2 separate regions of the Zea mays genome follow, and region 1 is linked to region 2. A link is a contact called in public Hi-C data. All regions are on one chromosome and are shown on one strand. Each heading gives the region's core, a stretch centred on a gene start, on an enhancer-like site or on the middle of the called end of the contact. The rest is flanking DNA. Distances are from core to core; before and after follow the strand shown.

Region 1 (3,700 bases), core at 401-2,900, 400 kb before region 2:
CGTTCAGGCAGAGCGCCGATGCTGCCACGTGGCCTACTGCCCGTGACGTAAGCCAGCGGGTGAAGCCTAACGTAAGGCCTCTGGGCCGCGCGACCGCCACATTTATTGCGGATAAGGCATGCCGCCTGTCCATTCCACTGGCAGGCGATGTGTCGTCTCAGCATTTAATGTGCCCTGTCCATTCCACTGGCAGGCGATGTGCCGCCTCAGCATTTAATGTGCCATGTCCACTCCACTGACGGACGGCGATCAGGCCACCCTGCAGGCGGCGTGCCTATCCATTCCGTTGGCAGGCAGTACGCCCGCGCTGCGGCGTACACCATGCTCATCATGACTCGCGCGTCACCGAGGAAGCGGCCGCGAGATATTAATACTATATGCACTACAGACATTATGGCACTCGGAGATCTTCTGGGCGACACTGGCATTGGATACTTCTATATATAATCCCTCCATTTTGCTCCTGGGCCCACATGTCGGAGCTTAGCATCCTTGTACGTGCCCCCCTTGAGGTATAAAAGGGAGGGCACACGACATTACAAGGCAAGCTCACTCAGACCCAACGGACACGCTCACACTCACTCAAACTCACAAGTTCATACAAGCTCTCAAGCTCAATACAACACACAGTGGAGTAGGGTATTACGCTGCAGCGGCCCGAACCACGCTAAACCCTTGTGTGTTCTTGTGTTTATCGTCCATCTAGCTAGCAGGCAAAACGCTTAGGCCCCTCCTCATCTTAGGATTTAGGGTGGGTGCGTTACGCCACCCGGCCGGAGAATTTCCTCTCCGACATTTGGCGCGCCAGGTAGGGGGCCTAGGCTTTAGGTTTTTGCTTGTTTCTCTGCTCGACGCCATAGTTCACATCGTCGAGCACCATGATCTCATGCCCGAGGACTTCATGCTGGAGGAGGAAGCTGCCTCCTCCACATCGCAGGCCACCAATCTCCCTGCACCTGTTGCAGCCGCTGCTGTGCACTCTGCGCGGCAGCACACTCCCGCGCAGACGTCCAGGGCGTATAGGGCTGCGCCTGAGGCGCGGGGCGCTGTCAGCGGCCAGAGAGTTGTTGCGCCACCCCCAAGGTCCACGGCCTCACCGGGGGCCATGAAGAAGTGACGCGACGACGTCAACCGCCTACTCGGCATGGCACACTCTGGCTCAGCCAGGCCTAGGCCTCGTTGAAGGGGGTTTTTGTAAAAAGATGATGCATGACGACCATTAAACTATTGAAACTGGTGATTTATAATACTTTCTCGGTTCCAAAATAGTATTTTTTAGGCTTTTGTTTTTATGTTTATAATTAATTAGATGATGATGAATATAAATATATATATATAACCCATACTTATATAAATATATTAAGGGGGTGTTTGAATGCACTAGAACTAATAGTTAGTTAGCTAAAAATTGTTAGTAGAATTAGCTAGCTAATAAATAGCTACCTAACTATTAACTAATTTATTAATAATAGTTAATATTTGAACTATTATATAGGGTATTTGGATGTCTCAACTAATTTTATCCACTAACTGTTAGTTTTAGTACATTCAAGCACCCGTTAAGTATCTAAAATAAATTTTAATTTAAAGCACAGGGAGTAGTAAAGAACTAAAGATAAAAATAAAGATTTTTTCTCACAGTTGCGGTCGCACCACACGCGGCGCGCGTAGGCAACCGGTTCCAGCGCATCGGCCTCGTCCCTCCCTCCTGCTGTCCTGCACCCCAGCCGGTCGCCGAGCCCGATCGAGTTCCCGTCTAAGCCGCACGCCGTTCCGGCCCCGATCCGCCGCATCACGTCGGCCCGACATGTACCAGTGGCGCAAGTTCGAGTTCTTTGAGGAGAAGTCTGCCGGCCGCGGCGGCGGCGGGGGTTCAGCCGCCGCCGTGCCGGCCGAGATCGCGGGCCGAGTCACCTGCTGCTCGGGCGGCCGGGGCCGCGTCGCGGTGGGGTGCGACGACGGCACCGTGGGCCTTCTCGACCGCGGGTTCCGCCTCTCCTATGGCTTCCAGGCCTACGCCTCCTCGGTCCTCTTCCTCCAGCAGCTCAAGGTACCGCCCAGAACCCTCGTTGCGCATCTGAAGCACCGGCGTTCGCGGCCACCTCGCAAATTTATGCAACTTCTCGTCAAATTACTGGCTAGAACACTACTTAGTGGTTCTTCACACTGGATCATGTGTAATTCACTAATTCGGGTGCATTTTAGAAACAAAAATTACCTGTTTCTTACTAAAATCAGCTGCTAGGTATGACAAGACATGTGAGTTTTACCAATCTTGGATGGCCACCTAAGTCTTGTACTGTGGCTAAGCAATGCCAGAAATCTTTCCTGAAATTGGCCAAAAATCTTGTTAGATTAGTTGATTTTGTCAACTTTCAAGATCAGTGATCTTGTTTATTCTGGCCTATCAGATTCCATACTCTGCGGAAAAAAACCCTGTTCAATTGCGGTGCCAGTGCCATTTATTTATTTATCATTTGCTAATTGAGATCTACGAATTGCCCCTTACCGCTGTGTCAAACATTTATTCACACTGTACAGTTTTGTTGTGATAACTACAGCTGCATAATGAACCTAATTAACAACTTATATTGCTCTGTTTATTCAGCAAAGAAATGTTCTTGTCACGGTTGGAGACGATGACCAGTCATCTTCTCAGGCATCAGCAATCTGTCTAAAGGTTTTTGACCTCGATAAAGTACAAGAAGAAGGATCAAGCACAACAACTCCTTTCTGTGTTCAAATTTTGCGGATCTTCACTGATCAATTTCCTCAAGCAAAGGTAAATTCTCTCTTTTATTTTCTATTTGGATTCACATGTTCTGTATGTCACATGATCTCTGTTATATATTTCGTATATATGACAGATTGTAACATCTGATTTGAGTGTAATTGGCATATTTTGCTGTGTTTTGCAGATTACATCATTTATGGTTCTAGAAGAAGCACCACCCATACTGATGATTGCCATTGGACTGGACAATGGTTTCATTTATTGCATCAAAGGTGACATTGCACGTGAGCGTATTACACGTTTCAAGTTGCAAGTTGAGGCTGCTTCAGATGGCAGCACTAGTTTGCCTATTACTGGTCTTGGTTTTCGAGTTGAGGGGCAAGCACACCAGCTCTTTTCTGTAACTCCTGGTTCTGTAACCTTGTTCAGCTTGCATATTCAACCACCAAGGAGGCAAACACTTGATCAGATTGGTTGTCAGACGAATGCTGTAGCAATGAGTGACCGTATGGTAAGGATGAATTTTGTCACACATATTTTTTCCTTTCATTTAATCCTATAGCAATATGGGCCATAATTTTGTTGGTAGCCTATGTGCTTTAGGATGCAGTTCACAACTTGAACTATGTTATGGTGGGTAAAACATATGGAAGGCGGCCCAAACAGCCTATAGGCCAGGCCTCGCCAGGAGATCAGGAGTAGATGGATGAGGAGTTTGTTAGATTAGATATTAAAGGAGAGATATTAGGAGTTTGTTAGAGGATAAGTAGGGGCGGCAACAGATTGTGTGCGCCTGTACAGGACTATATAAAGTCCTTAGTTTGTACCTAGGAGTTCAGCAAAGATCAATCTATAGAAGAGTATTGTTCCTTGCCCACGTTCTATCTCTGCTGTGCGCCAGCACGGCTTCCTCTCGCCCTCCATCCTCCAGGCCTCGCCCTGCTACCCACCACTCATATAACCTAA
Region 2 (3,369 bases), core at 505-3,004:
CGACGTTGGCCAGGGCGAAGTTCATCCCAGGACACATCCTTCGCCCGGACCCGAACGGCAGGAACTGGAAGTCGGTCCCCCTGAAATCGACGACGCCCTCCGCCGCCGTCGCCGTGGCCCCCTTGTCGACGACGAACCTCTCCGGCATGAACTCCTCTGCGGCGTCCCACAGCCTCGGGTCGCGGCCGATGGCCCAGACGTTGACGAACACGGTGGTGCCGGCGGGGACCACGTAGCCGTCGATGGCGCACTCCTCGAGCGACTGGTGCGGGAGGAGGAGCGGCGACGGCGGGTGCAGGCGGAGCGTCTCTTTGACGACGGCTTTCAGATATGGCATTCCGGCGAGGTACTCTTCTGTGATGGCTCCTTGTCCTTGGTGGTGCCCCTTCGCCGGCATGCTGCTTCTCACCTCTGCCTGTAGCCTCGCCATCACGTCCTGGTGCTGCATCAGCTCGGCCATGGTGAATTCTAGTACCAAGTACGCTGTGTCTGTGCCCGCTGCGAACATATCCTGTACGTAGTTCATATATATGTGAATGAAGGTTCCCTAGAAATAATGTTATACCACTACAAGTTTGTCTATTTTTCAACCATCTGAAGGTTAACAAATGGAGAGGTTGGCAAACTCACAGCCATGATTCCCTTGATGCCGTCTCTGGTGAGCCCGTACTCCTCTTGCGCGGCCAGCAACACATGGGTGAAATCACTCTCAAGGCGGCGTGTCGCCGGGGGTCCACCGGCGGCCGCCTCGCTCGCGTGCTGGTCGATCACCTTATCAAGGACCTCATCCCACCGGTCCCTGAGCCTCTCAGCCTTGCGCCGCCCCGGCCACATGAGCACGCCGCCGGCCACCTTGGCCAGGCCAGGGTAGAAGTTCTCCAGGTTGAAGCCCCCAAGGACGGCCATGCTCGCGTCCATCACGTCCTTGAACACCTTGTCCAGGCCGTCCACCCTGAACGACCGCCCCGCCACGGCTCGGCACACCATGTCGGTCGTGAACGAGCTCAGGACCTCGCTCAAGTCCACCGCCGCGCCTGTCATGGCTGCGCGGCGGATCTTGTCGATCACCACTCCCACCTGCGTACGTGCGGCTGGCATGTGATCTCGTTCTCGATCGGTGCATGACAAGCTAAGACGTGATCAGTTATTAACTAATTACCTCCTCCTCGCGGGCGGCGCGGTAGGACTGCACCTTCTTGGTGTTGAGCAGGTGCGTGGTGACCAGCTTCTTGGCCTGCCGCCACCCCTCGCCGTAGGGCGCGAACCCGACGTCCGACGGCCCGTACCCGAGGATGTCGCCGAAGATGGAGCGGGGCCGTGAGGCTAGCGACTGGTCGTGCGTGCGCAACACCGCCTGTGCGGCGCGCGGGGACGACGCCACAAGCGTCGGGACCGTGCCGAGGCGGAGCAGCATGAGGTCCTCGCCACCGTGCCGGGCGGCGAGGCCCCGCATAGAGACATGCGGGTGCGCGCCGACGAGGTGAAGGTGTCCGATCAGCGGCAGCGCCGGCGGTGACGGAGGCAGTTTCTTCTTTCCTTTCGTACTATTAGTCGTTGCCCCAGAAGAGAAGTAGCGCAGCAGGACCCAGAGCAGGAGGACAGGGACCAGGAGTAGTAACAAAACTGCTTTCACCGACGGTGAATCACCAGCGAGCTGATCAATAACTATTGCTGCTTCATGTGCCATGCCGCTTTGAGCTCAAAAGTTTTCGAGGAGTGTGGTAACTGAGATGCTGCCGTCCTTGGGGGATGAACTTATATAGATGCATGTGAGAGGTATATATGTATGAGAAAAGATTTAACAACCCCCCCCCCCCCCCCCCCCCCCCCACCCCCCGGTGCATTTTGGGTACGAATACTTGGTGAAATCGGATGGAGGGTGGCCACAGTAGAGGCAAGAGATCCACGTGCATTTTGACCAGCTCATGCATGCAAAACGATGTGCTTCTCGTAGAGGCTGGAAGTTGAAATAGGAGGTCAGCCAAATTAGTGGTTGTTGTCAAAATATGTCAGGGTGATATCTTATATTTATATTAGGAGAGCGAAATACATGTACATGTCAGCTACAATCATCGTACCAAACTTATCTATAAATGCAAATATAGGGATCCGGTTGAATAACTTTGTATATAACAAATTCTATCCATAGAGGATACTAGTACCAAAGAGCTCTATAGTTGGTGTGAGGTCTAATTTTTAGATGCGGTTTTGGTTATCGGGTGTCAATAAAAATAAATTGGCCGTTTCGACTTAAGAACCATCAATGAAAACACATTTTCACTAGCGGTAGAAATCATATTTATAATTTGTACTAGCAATTACTTAACAATTCCTTAAGAAAACCGTCAGTACAAATCGTGCATTACTACTAGCGATTTTATTAAGGAACCACGCAGTACCGTAGAAATCATTTTAAATCGAATTTGTTGAGTTCTTCAAATGACCTCGTATAAAAAAATCCACTAAAATAAAAATTGTAGATCTCTAAAAATTATGAAACTTTGTAGTTTACAACCTTTTCATTTGAAATTATTTGGGCTCTCACAATTGCATTTGATTTTGTCAACTTTAAAAATACAAATTTTGCAAATGACCACGGATCGAAAAAGTACCAAAATAAAAGTTGTAAAACTTAAAAAGAAACTATTCAACTTTGTAGTTGACAACTTTTTTGTTTGAAATTGTTTAAGCCCTTAAACAATCAATTTATATTCGACAAAGACTTTGAAATTGTTTGAAAAATAGTAGTCAAAGTTTTTGCCGAGTGTAACACTCGACAAAGAAGTCTCGGTGAACTGTACATCGACAGTGGCTTCTTTATCGAGTACTTTTTATCGGACACTCGACAAAGACTTTGCTGAGTGTCACGGTAGCACTCGGTAAAGAAAATTTGCCGTCGCGGCACTATATGACGGTGACGGTGACGGAGACTTTATTGAGTGTGTCACGGACACTCGGCAAAGGCTCCCTCTTTACCGAGTTTCTTCTCTACCGGGTCTCAGCAAAGAAGCCTCCCATGGCCCCTTTGCCAGTTCCTTTGAAGTGTATTATGAGGTATTCGGCAAAGACTCTATTTTTGTCGAGTGCCCGTTGGACTAGCTCTCAGCAACGGGAGCACCAATTGATCCCTTTATTCAGGGGCGAAGCCAGGATCCGAAGACAGAGGGGGCAGGCTTAGCCTCCAAGCGACCAAACCAACAAAGACACAATATAAAAATGGCAAGAGAACCAACCACAATGTATATATTGATATATAATCTTCATTAAAAAACACTATAATGAAACAACATCTATCTTGTCAAACAAAATAAAATTACATCTCAGTTATTTTGAATTTAGCTATACGTGTATTAGCTAGATCATAGGCCT

The links. Hi-C and Micro-C count contacts between places; a contact is called where the count stands out from the background.
Region 1: a Hi-C map of leaf shows a contact between it and region 2, with 5 times the contacts expected there. The contact joins the promoter of LOC100217064 here to the promoter of LOC103641574 in region 2. A contact is called at or near these places in 3 of 25 Hi-C or Micro-C datasets (ear, leaf and tassel).

The regions. Positions count from the first base shown.
Region 1 is chr10:110,776,532-110,780,231 of Zm-B73-REFERENCE-NAM-5.0, reverse strand. It overlaps LOC100217064 (Vacuolar protein-sorting-associated protein 11-like protein), which reads left to right and starts at 1,650. Exons shown (of 5, transcript NM_001359554.1): 1 at 1,650-2,050; 2 at 2,609-2,782; 3 at 2,919-3,245. The coding sequence starts at 1,808.
Region 2 is chr10:110,381,491-110,384,859 of Zm-B73-REFERENCE-NAM-5.0, reverse strand. LOC103641574 (indolin-2-one monooxygenase-like) reads right to left here and starts at 1,754. Exons shown (of 3, transcript XM_020545777.1): 1 at 1,160-1,754; 2 at 631-1,077; 3 at 1-511. The coding sequence starts at 1,687.